3 separate regions of the Zea mays genome follow, and all the other regions are linked to region 2. A link is a contact called in public Hi-C data. All regions are on one chromosome and are shown on one strand. The core of a region is the stretch at or near the end of the contact, and the rest is flanking DNA. Distances in the headings are between cores, read along the strand shown. Region 1 has its middle 51 kb from the start of LOC103641407. Region 2 has its middle 63 kb from the start of LOC103641408. Region 3 holds the start of LOC100284967.

What was found. Hi-C and Micro-C count contacts between places; a contact is called where the count stands out from the background.
Region 1: a contact with region 2 is called in a Hi-C map of leaf, with 4 times the contacts expected there. The contact joins two enhancer-like sites.
Region 3: a contact with region 2 is called in a Hi-C map of leaf, with 4 times the contacts expected there. The contact joins the promoter of LOC100284967 here to the enhancer-like site in region 2. A contact is called at or near these places in 3 of 25 Hi-C or Micro-C datasets (ear, leaf and tassel).

Annotation. Positions count from the first base shown.
Region 1 is chr10:94,127,482-94,131,454 of Zm-B73-REFERENCE-NAM-5.0, reverse strand. No RefSeq gene overlaps it. Among protein-coding and RNA genes, the nearest start is that of LOC103641407, 51 kb to the right of the region's middle. Within about 2 kb of position 2,599, at least 17 of the 20 cell types and tissues checked have an H3K27ac peak or open chromatin away from gene starts, as enhancers often do. A contact at or near this core is called in leaf, where this site is marked.
Region 2 is chr10:94,284,838-94,289,196 of Zm-B73-REFERENCE-NAM-5.0, reverse strand. No RefSeq gene overlaps it. Among protein-coding and RNA genes, the nearest start is that of LOC103641408, 63 kb to the right of the region's middle. Within about 2 kb of position 1,531, at least 14 of the 20 cell types and tissues checked have an H3K27ac peak or open chromatin away from gene starts, as enhancers often do. A contact at or near this core is called in ear, leaf and tassel, where this site is marked.
Region 3 is chr10:94,504,617-94,508,725 of Zm-B73-REFERENCE-NAM-5.0, reverse strand. It overlaps LOC100284967, which reads right to left and starts at 2,187. Exons shown (of 2, transcript NM_001157862.2): 1 at 2,076-2,187; 2 at 209-1,905. The coding sequence starts at 2,121. The coding sequence ends at 401.

The DNA of each region.
Region 1 (3,973 bases), core at 1,350-3,849, 160 kb after region 2:
AGTGATTTGATTTGATTTTTTATGCTAATTACGAACAACATAAATCAAGGAATTTCCTTTTCAATGTGCATGCAACAAATATGAGTAAACTGATGTATGAACTCCGTGTTCGAGCATAAAATCCTTCATTTTTAGTGTAAATAGTTCATGTGGTAGGCATAAAACACAATAATCGAAGACATAACATGGATTGGAGGAAGTAGTCGCTAGAGGATGCCGTCGAGGACACTAGATTGGAGGGAGGTCGTCACTTCGGGCGCCCGAACTACGCTGGATCGGAGGATGTCACGCGCGACCATCGCAATGCACACCTCTTGCCTTTCGTGGATGTCGCTCGATCCTCGCGACTCTTACGTCGTCGTCGCTGCTCACACGTCGGGGGGACGGGGCAACTGTCGTTCGTGGGTTATGGTGTGCCGTGCCGTTCGGCCCTGGGGTGCGACACTGTCGCTCGCCTGCCTCGGGACGGTTGTCACCGCATGCCCGCCCACCTCGGGGCCCCGGGGTCGACGCCGCTCGCTCCTACGGATCAGAGAGCCTCCACTACTGCGCCTCAGAATCTGGGAACCGTCGCCACCATGCGCTCTCGGGCAACCGCCGCTGTCGCACGCGCGCCTAGGTGGACGCCGTCACACGTGCATCGAGGTGGGGCATAAAAAACTGAGCCCTAGTGCTCTGGGGCTTATTTTATAGACGCCGAGACCTAGTTCGGTTCAACTGAATGACTCATCTGGCCAGGGCTTTCTCTAGTTATTGGAAGCCCAGAGCTTTAGATATATCTGTACAACTTATTAAGGCAGGGCTTTCTCTAGTTATTGGAAGCCCAGGGCTTTAGATATACCTGTACAACTTATTAAGGCAGTAAGGGGTAGGCTGCCATTCCTATTCCCATTCCCTGTTTTGCCTTTCCGATTCCCCCCTCCCCGCACAGTCCATTCTCATGTTCGGTAATCATTCCCTGTTTCCTTTCTCATTCCCCCCTCCCCACAAAGACCATTCCCATTCCCACGTATATCCCACGCCTAGCTAAAATTTAATTAAAAAAACAAACCCCAAGGGGATTTGAACCCGTGACCCCTCAAGCAAATATGCTCGTAGCTACCACTACACCACATGTATGTTTATGTCTACATCTATTATAGTAAAAACATATACTACATCTCTCCCGAAGCCCACCTGCTACCCTTGCACAATGTGTAGTAGTAGATAAGTATCATCGAGATTATTAAATTATATTTTTGGATTGAGGGAGTAATATTTAAAGAAGAGTCTTGTATGCAATTTCTTTTGTTTGAATAATGTTTTCAACTTAAATTCCTTTTTTTGCATGTGTGACATTTATTCTCCGTAATATTTTTCCATGGATCTGACTTATAAGACATTTTCATAAATCAATGCCAAAGATGAATCCATGTTTCTTACTTGCAAACCCCAAACAAACACCACTAGCATGAGGCGCTCGCTTTGGTGTCGCTCGTCGACGACGAGAAGAAGCTTGGCGACTGCCAGTTTGACCTCTCTAAGCAGTCCTACGTGGCCCATGCGCCGATGTGTACGGCAAGCTCCAGCGCAGCCATCGCTTGTTCGCGGTCCAGAGCGGCTGCACCGCGCTGTCCATCGTCAAACAGGGGGACCTCATTGTCGTCGCCAATGCCGACGACTCTCGGATTGTTCTGGGCACCGCAGCCGACGACGACGCCATCATACTTTCTAGCTCATCATCCACCTGAAGCCCAACCTGCTACGTAAGTCGCTACTGATCGGCCATGAATTCTTGTGCGCTGGGATGACGGCCATTGTTGCTGTTGTGTGTCCTCGAACAAGATGTATGTAGAGAAGTAGCACATCCGGTGGTGCAACGACCATGTGTACTACCTCGCTGATGAGCCCGGAGTGCACTTCATTTGGCAGCCCAGCCAAGAGTCGTCGGTACTCACCATGTCGCGCGCGTTCGACGACTACTATATCAAGGATTGTGGCGTCATCTCGGCGCCGGAGGTGAGCAGAGGAGGACCGACAACAATGACCACTCGCCATCGTCGGGGTAGCTTTTGTGCCGGTCTGACTTTAATTCTCTTCGCAAACACACACTTGTCTTTTTTGTTTAAGCAAGTGTGTATGGTGGTGCGTGCCTGATGACTAACGATGTATGACGGAATTTCTACCGGCAGGTGTGGCACGTGCTCTCCAATGATGAGACCATGCAAATCATGACATATATCGAAGTCTGCATGATACTGATGGTTACAATGTAGTAGTGAAACAACTAAATTAAAATAACAAAATTTATGTATGGCTAGGATCACAAATAAATTATGAAATATTTTTTATAACAATATAAGACATATTTTGTATATAAATTATCATGGTATTATATGTTTTCATTAAAACGTACAGGTACTCACCTAATAAACTATATATATAACCATGCCCAGGGTTTATAGATGGATGCTAGCCGGAGGGTTGCAACGGCCGGCGGCCGTTATGCGATCCGCATGTTCTGCAACAAACTCAGGCTGACGGCTAGGAGAGAGTCTGGAGTGAGGGACCCGTCTGGCAGTGACATGGCGATGATGCACGTGTTGCGGTGCGGGTGACCGAGAGGCCGACGACGGTGCTCCAGCGGTCGGCACGCAGGTGGCCATGTTAGGCTGGCGTTCAAGGGGAAGTTGGGCCAACAGATAAGCAATCGGCCCACGAAGGTATGATCCTTCTTTGTTTTTTTCTTTTCTTGTTTACATTGAATTCGAATTTCAGTTATATTTTTTTGAATATGAGTTTATATCACAAACCCCAATTTAAATGCAAACAAAGTAAAGTTCAGCATGATACACAATTTTGATTTATTTTATTTATTATTTATTAGTTGTGTAAAAATAATGGTTTATTTGAAAACATAATTTTGAAAACAATGATACACAAAGTAAAGTTGCTTTGAAAACAATGGTTTATTTGTGTAAAAATACATTCACCAAACATAATTTTGTACTCTTTCCTTTATTCCCTAGAATTTGGGTATCACATAGTGCATAAGAGTTTTATCCTACAAAGCTATGTCCACTTCTATAAAACTTTTATAGATGTTTCTGATTTGTTAACATTATGTCAATATATTTAATAACCATACATTTTTTCATTGACATTAGCATAAGGCACGTTATAGTGAACATGGTGACGATAAATTTGCACTCGTTCTATTTTATTAATATTGTGCTAATGTATTTAATGAGCATACTTTTTTTTATTGACATTAGCATACATTCTGACAATAAATTTGCACTCGGCATTGATGTGCTTGTCTACTTTTTCATGGCTATAGATGGTCAATAAGCACGAGGCCCGCGAGCCCGGCACGAAGCCCGCTGTTTGGTCCCGGTCCGAGCCCAGCACGGCCCGGTTCTATGCGAGTCCGGACCGGCCCGACACGAATAAGTGGGTCGGGCTCGGACAAGAAACTAGGCACGGTGGGCTAGCTCGGCACGACACGTTTACCTCTAAGCATGTTGAGCCCGCTTTTTTTGCACTAAAACATGCTTTTCGGCCCGCTTAGCCCGCTTTGGGTCTGCTTTTTTCATGTTAAACGGGTTGGGCCGGCCGGCCCGTTTAGGCCCGCTGCGGCCCGAGCTCGGACAGGAAATCGAGCCCGCGGGCTTAGAAGACCCGGCCCGGTTTTCTAACCGTGCCTGACGGGCCGGGCCCAAAACGGGCCGTGCTTCACCGGACCCGGGCCGGACCGGACGGCCCGTTTGGCCATCTCTACTCATGGCCCACAAGTCTCTACACCTTTTGTCATGCCTCATAAGTCTCTGCACCTTTAAAGTAAGAGTTTCATTGTTCATCGTCCGCTCATCTGGCTCCCGTGAGCCCACCTCCAGCGAGCCCACCAAAAAAATCGCTAAAATTAGAGCGTGACCAGGATTCAAACTGTGGCAGTTCCAGTAAGTGACTGACCTCTCTTCTTCTAACTAGTGTA
Region 2 (4,359 bases), core at 282-2,781:
AAAGTATAAGGGTTGGCCAGCCCATGCATGTGTAGATATGCTATTCAAATGATGGATCGACGACCAATGATTGCTTGGACGATCCAGCGTGATACTTGCACGATGCATATCGACAACCTGGCGTTGTCCATGTCGTCGTGGAGAAAACATACAAACAAAGGTTAACTGATGATGCATATCGTCCATTTACAGTGTCGCCCCATGCATACAGTGGACACGTACGTCCCGCTCCTGACCTGACCTGACCACGTGAAACACGTACCCGTACGTACGCACATGTAATATTATAGCATAGTGACATTCTTGAATAAAATTCTAGCTTAGCCCTCGTCTGCTCTCTGTAGCAGTATAATCTGTTGTTCAAATCCATCGACCTTATCTACTGTAGGCCTAACGAAATTAATGTTGCACGCTACCCTATAATTACAAATTTTTATATGTGTATATATATTGTCATATCCAGTTATGACGATAAAACGAAGCTTATTGTGGCTTTAATCTGGTTGTGGCTTCTACAGTATTTTGTCTCTATAGATTGCAGATGCAGCAGTCTGAATAGCTACAGTAGCTGCGGCTACAGGGCAGCTCAACACGAATTATTGATGTATGTGTTTTGTATGTGTCAAGATTTATTATCATCTATTTGAATATAGACATGAAAACCAAGATCTAAAACGACTAATATTATGGGACGGAGAGAGTACATAATACAACACTAGCCTACGTTGTGGCTAGTGCAAATTATTTTAGAACAGTCAGTGGAAATATATTTCCACTCGTGGTTCTTTTAAAGCAATCGCTGGCTAGTGGAAAAGGGCTTTTCAGTGGAAATCGATGTTCTTAGGGTTTCCAATTGTATAAGGTGAAGAGCTAGTCTCTTCATGTTTTGTCGAAATCATGTAATCCTTCAAAAATCCTCGGCATAACAAGTGAGAAACGATAGGTTTTGTGTCATCAAATACACAAATAGTTTTGCAGTTCATACATGATAATCACTATACGCACTCACTTGAGTCTAACTTGCCACGTAATACATTGGGCAGGTAAAAACAACATTAATATCCAACGTACTATCTCTGTCGTCCAGAAAAAAAAAATGTAAATAGTGCTTGAAGCTATTGAATTCCCCAACTTTTAGTTGATGTACAAACAATATTTGGGCCATATATATACCCTAATAAAGTAAATACTCATCAAGTATCGGGTTGCGGGTACCCATTGCCATCTCTAGTCTATACATTTAGGGGGTGTTTGGAGATAGCTCAGGTTCCAGCTCCTGTGTAGAGTTGTAGTTTATAATATCAATTTAAATAGTTTTAGAAATATTTTTAATATAAATAATAAACAAAATGACTTATCTAAATGTCTTCTAAAATCTTAGAGCTTTCATTCCACATATTTGTAGAGTCGAAGGTGTCCCAAACATATCTTTAATTTGGTTCCATACACAGTGGTCACGTCAGGCTCCTGGCCACGTGAAGCACATCCATACGTGTTGAGCCTGCATTGCTGGAGAACGTGATGTCAAACCTTCCGACATACGTACACGTGGTTGGCAGGTAACGAAAGCATTCATTTAAAGAGTAGTACGTAGTACTACATCTGCCCTAAAACTAAATGTGTGTCCTTTTTTTTGGAAATTTGGTCCCATACACAGTACTGTATATATATACAGCGAACTTGATCGCAATTTGCACTCGGCGATCTTATCTAAGTACTCCCTCCGTTTCTTTTTATTTGTCGCTGGATAGTGTAAGTCGCTGGATAGTGTAATTTTTACACTATCCAGCGACAAATAAAAAGAAACGGAGGGAGTACATAGTTTCTGGCCCACATGCATGTGCACCTTCACGATAACATAGAATGAGTTTATAGGGTTTACACTGTGCAGTTTATAAATTAGACTAGGACAAGACTCAAAGTAGATCCAAGAAGCTACTAGCTAGATTTTATTCTAATGCATACATCAAATTACTCCATCTTCTATTTTAAATTGTAAGTAATTTTATTTTTTTAATAGTCAAGATGTTATATAAATTTGATCGAAATTATAGAGAAGATTACAAAGATTCATGACATCAACTAGATACACTGGAGACATATAATTCATGAATAATGTAGCACACCTTGTTTATTTAATATCATAAATATTAGTATTATTTTATTATAAAAATTTAGTTAAACATAAGATTCTTCGATTCTTGAAGAAAGTTGGAATGAGTCGTAAGTTAATTTAGTTAGTCTATCTCGGGTAGCTTACCATCATCTCTATCTCTTATTATGAACTCTACTTTATAAACAATACAGACTACAGTATAAAACAGTGCTTAGCACGGCCATATGCACGATCTGTTGGACATAGCATTAAGATGGTGGGAGTAACCGTTAGTAGTTCAACTTACCATCATGTGCATGTGTTTGGCAGGTAAAAGCATTAATCTCCTATGTACTGGGGCTATTCGACTGAACCAAAGGCTATTCCTAGTGGACAGTGATAGTCATTTAATACATGTCATGTATAATGAAAGATGATGTGGCATGTGAGTAAAGAGGAAAGAGAATAAAACAGTATCTTGAGAGGGATACCACTCACGCACGAGATCATAGGGATTGAAACTAATATGCGTGGTCCTGTCACACCCGGGCTTTAAGGGACAAAGCCGGGTGCATCTCATACATGCGCCAAGAAGACAACATATATAATAACAGAGTGTATAGAGATAAATGTCATAAAACATCAGAGTATTTATTACATAGCGGAAGTCTTATTACAAAATAAAATATAAATATAAAACGAACCAAGGATCGTCGTTGGCGCCAATGTCAACTGAGAAACGTCACCTAGATCAGATCAAACTCCTCACTTTGTGGCTCCTCCTGAACCACCTGTTCTTCTCCTGTGGGGGTGTGAGACAGCAAGGGTGAGCTCACACATGTTCATCGCTCAACAAGTTGTGGGGAATAATGTGACATGAACTCACCAAAGGTGGGAGCTCATGAAGTGTAAGGCTTATCAAAGAGAATGGTTAAAGCTGAGCATTGCTTTTATAAGTTGGTCAAAATTTTATTAGCAATTACTAAGTGTAAGTAAATACCAAACCATAATAAGAATAATAGAACAAAATTAATAATAAACCCATGCAAATGCAAATGACAGATTGAGTTTAGGTTCCATAATTTAATCATCGGAGAGTCCTGAGCCGCTCATGACCGTGAGCTCGGCTAGTATACCAGTTTTACACTCTGCAGAGGTTGTACCCTTTACCCACAAGTCGTGTATCCCATGTCACCAGGGTTAGCTAGGCCCTTAGACACTACCGAGGTGAATGGCTAGGGATCCACTACGAGGCCTTTACAAAGTTCCACTAGCTTCCGAAAACCCGCTACAGTTTATGGGAAGAGCACTTGCAAGAATCCCCCGTCTGACCGCCATCGCAGCAAAATCAACCCGAGAACCTCCTTGCATGCAATCCCCTACTGCCCTTGCCCCTTTCAGGTAAGATAGTCTTCCACTAGCTTTCCTAGTTAGTTGGCCAAGGGCGTCCCATTAAACCCTTGTGGCGGCACGTGTTTCTCAAGTTAAGCTCCATGTTCCAACTAACATTTAATGATATTGACATGAACATAAATAACATAAAAAAATAACTGGAACATGGATATAATAAAATATTATCCCAAAACCATGTAAAGCAATAGAAAAACTACCCAAGTGATTCAGGGGTAACAAGGTAAAGGGATAAAGAATCTAGGGTGACCTATCGGGTCCCATCAAAATTAAGCCTATGCATGGTAAATGATTATAAAGAACATTATTGGGTAACAAAAGTGAATCAAGGGCACAACTTGCCTGGCACTTGAGATTCCAGGTACCAATTTACTTTTCAGATGACACGTGTCCTCGCGCTAGTCGTAGCAATACAAGCAAACATGGTATAGATAAAATTAACATCACACCAAACATAAGAACAAACTGAATAATAATGATCTATGTGTTGCTACGAGATCGTGGGTTCGAAAACCACTAAAATCGGAGTTAGGTTTATTAAGTTATGATTTTCTGAAGTTATTTAATGCCTAGAATAGAGTTATTCATGTGGATAATTTTAAACCAAGTTTCATGGTTGGATAAAGATACCAGGTGATAAACAATATTTAAACAAAATAAATGTCACTGGAATGAATCAATTTGGAGTTATATATTTTAAGTTATGAATTTCTACAGGTTTTATGTGTTTTGTACAAGATTAAATAGGATATAAATTTTATTGTAACATTCATGTCAAAACAGTGGTACTACGTGATAAACAATAATATTATAGAATTATAGAAATTGGAATGAACTAATTTGGACATCATATG
Region 3 (4,109 bases), core at 938-3,437, 220 kb before region 2:
GTTGGGTCCACCTGTAAGAGCCTTTGATGGAAGAATGTACCGACATGAGGTGATTTGCGAGCAAAGTGTGGAGGTGGGATGGAAAAATGAGTAGAGAATTTAGGCGGAGTAGATCTGAGCAACACGTTCAGACTAGTGGGTGAAATCTAAATGTCCTAGAATTTAGGTTAAACCAGTGCAACACATCAATGAGAAACTGAGGATTTCAGCAAAATTAAATATATTATTATCCGGCTGCATACATGGCAGCAAGGTGACGTGGAAATCCCCCGAAAAACACAATACACGCAGATTTTATTCATCGAGATATAGCAGAGAGAAGAAGGGATGACGAGGATGGCCATAGCCATGTAAACAAAACAGGACTGGATCTGACTGCGTGCCCGTTCATTACATCGCATTAATTGGCTCCCTTGTTGATGAGCTTCTCGATGGCCTGCAGCGCCTCGACGGCGGCCCGGATGTAGAAGGTGATGGGGCCGACCAATGGCGCGAGCGGGTTGGCGGCGACCTCCTCTTCCTCGTCCTTGTCCGCCGAAGGCAGCGGCGCAGCCGGGTCCTCGTCGAACTTCTTGGCCTGCTCCAGGTACTTGTCCATGCGCGGCGTCGAGAAGAGGCGATTGCTCTCGATGTCGCCCCTCGCCGCGAACCGCTGCCTGTCGTGCGACGTCTCCGACGACATGGCGTAGGGCCGGCCCTGCTTCTCGTACACGTCCTGCGACTTCATCAGCTTCAGTAGCTCCTGCAGCTCCGTCCTGAGGGCGTCCAGCAGCGGGTCGGACTGCGCCACCACGTCCTCCAGCGCGTTCTGGGCCTCCGCCAGCTTGTCCCGCGCGTCGCCCAGCTTCTTGCCGTCCGCCATCGTCCTCGCCTGCTGGATCATCGTCGCCGTCTTCAGCCGGGCCTCCTCCGTCTGCACGTCCACTGGCGGATCATCCGCCGGGAAAGCCGTGCCGCTGCGCCGCACCGTCACCGTGGCGGGCGGCGCGTCGAACAGCTTTCCTGCCGTCTTGTACGAGTAGGTCACCTCCAGGATGTCCGCGCCACGGTCGCTGTCGATGGCGGGGAGGAGGAGATCAACGATCACCTTTCGCACCTCCTTGCTGTAGAGGTCGCCGAAGGCCACGGTGACCGAGCCGGCGTCTGCGTCCGGCGTCTGCGGGTAGTTCCCGGCGGCCACCTTCTGTAGGGTGGACTCATCCTCGATGCGCGCCACCGTGACGGTGAGGTCCTGCACAACCACGGTGAGCAGGCCGGCGAGGCACTGGGAGAAGGCCATGCTCAGCAAGTTCACGTCGTTGACGACGGAGAAGGTCCCTCCCATGCTGTTCCTGGCCACCGCGTTCAGCACCGTGGGGTCGTAGTCCGCGCCGAACCCGAAGGTGTACACCGGCACGTTGCCGATCTTGACGTTGGCGGCTGGCTCGCCCCGGTTCTGCTGGCCGTCGGACATGAGCATGACGCCAACGACGCGACCGGAGCTGAGCTTGCGGTCGGCGAGGACCTTGAGCCCCGTCTGGAGGCCGTCGCTGATGTTGGTGTTGCCGCCGGGCTGGAGGGCGTCGATGAGCTTCAGCAGCTGCGGCTGGGAGTCCTCGGTCACCTGCCGCAGCGGGCAGATCCTGTTGGCGGTGTCCAGGAAGGTGACGATGGAGAGGCGGTCGATGGAGCTGAGCTTCTTCACCACGAACTTCATGGCAGTCTTCATCTTCTCGATCTTCTCGCCCTGCATGCTGCCGCTCACGTCCAGCACGGCCACCAGGTCAAGCCCCGACCGGTCGCTGGTGGAGTCGCCGCCGGTCAGCTCAAGCAGCACCTTCTGGGTATTCTCCTCCAGTGGAGCCATGTTGTTGTTCTTGCTCACCAGCTGCACCCTCCCGGGCACGATCGGCGTCGGCCTCGGCCCTGCATCTCACCATTCCCATCTCCATTGTTAATATTTCAGCCGCATATATGGATGTAAACGCATTCTCTTCTTGCTTCTCCATCGATATATATCAGCAATGCAACGCAAACTAAATCGATTCAAAGCAAAAATGATTTGGTTCAATTTTTATTCGTGTTCACGAATGAACCTGAGTTTGGAGAAGGGATGATCGGTTCGTCATCGCTGAAGGACATGGCGACCGAGACGAAAAAGACTAGTGCTGTAGAATTGGGCTACCTCGCAACCCCGTTCTATGACTTGACAATAGAAGCTCTTCCTCAGTCATTTATATAGGATTAGTGAGGGAACGGGTGGCGAAGGTCCTCCTATAGGATATGATACTGGGATGTCCTCTTCCTCACACACGCAATATTTTTTTTGTTTTCATTCTCTATTCGCATGACATGAATCAGTATCCGTTTGAGCATGCATATTTTAAATAAATTTAAGAGAGAAATTCTTTTATAGGATTTGAAAATTCAAACTATAGAAGTTTTGTGTTAATTTAAGGACGATCTAAGGATATGTTTGGAAGCACCCAGTTTTTAATAAACTGGCTTATAGAAATTGATTGGTTCTAAACATATCAGTTTATACGTTAGTTTATAGATATTGGATTCTAAGTTTCTTAAAACCGAAGAAGCCACCTTCTCATAGCTAAAATATAAAAATTAGTTTCTTAAAAACTGCATTGCTTCCAAATAGGACCAAATGTACTCCTATATAAACCAATGTTAGAGGCATGGAGATTGCTTTTATCAATATCAGCTTTGAAAATAACTTTAATTAGTCCTTTGATCCTTTGAATTGACTTCCATTATAAGGTAACACCCTCTATCTTATCCTCTATTTCAAACATTACTTTATAAACAGTGTAATCTACGATCCAAATCCACTACTTTATATCATCTGCTGCGAACAACCTAATAATCATAATCTAGGTACATATCAATTATGCTAATATAATTTTTTATATGGAATCTATTTGTATACTAAAGTTGGCCATATATGATGATATCTATATATGTGCTACATTTCTATTATAGAGGAACGAACTGAAGAGTGTGTTATAAATTTTGGGGTAGAACTATAGTCTGGTGTTAAATTTAAGATGAGATTATATCTAAACTTTGGAAAGTTGTAGGATGTCAATTCCAAATTAATTAGCCTACTCTATTAATTAGATTTCAATTTCTTTAAAATAAACAGATCCAAAACTGCCCTTTAAAATCATTGTTTTTTAAAGATGGTTAGAGCATCTCCAAGAGACTCTTTATTTTTTACTCTCTATTTGACTCTTTATTTGTCTTTCCATAAATATTAAATTTTATATATAACATCTTATTCCAACAGTCTCTCCAACATACAAATTAGTTTGACTAGCGAGAGTTGCTAGCCAAATTTGGCTAGTTAAGGAGTTAATTTAGAGAGCCGGATAACTTAGCAAGTTAAATGGATAGTATGTTGGAGAGCTATTATGCTATTAAGTAGCTAAAATTTAGCTTGACAAGCTATTTAGCTAGTCTTTGAAGATGCTCTTAAGCTTTTCACCCTCCTTTATTTTAGAGCCTACTGGAGGTCTAACCGCCTCTTAAAGTATTATTTTTGCAACCATTTATTTGAGTTGTAGACTTTCTTGCTTTTGTTTTTTTAAAACTTTTTAACTTCTTAGCACACCAAAAAGCCAAAAAAGCTTCTCCCGTAACACAACTTTTAGTTTATTTCCTAAAAACCATTTTGAATCTAAAACAAAAAAGATCAATGCGGCTAAGCTTTCCATATATATTTCGATATCGATTTTTGGAGACGGTTAACAATATGTCGCACATCTAAAAATAGGTACAACAATATAAATTTTATATAATTTCTAAATCAAATTGAAAGAATAAATTTTAGATCAAGTTGAAGTAGTCAAAGAGATCTATAACGATGTAGTCATCCATTTGTTTCATCTTAAATTGTTTAAGGTCCATTTTTTTAGTTTTCATAATTTGAAATTCATAATTTGACATCTAAGAGTGTTGATTTTCAAGTGAAAAGATGATTTTTACCTTATTAAAAATTGTTTGAATAATTATTTATGTATGAATACTTGTAATAATTATTAAACGTATACGTCTAATAATTATTACAAGTATCCATACATAAATAATTATTATAAAAGCTGTAGGAAGTTAAAAAC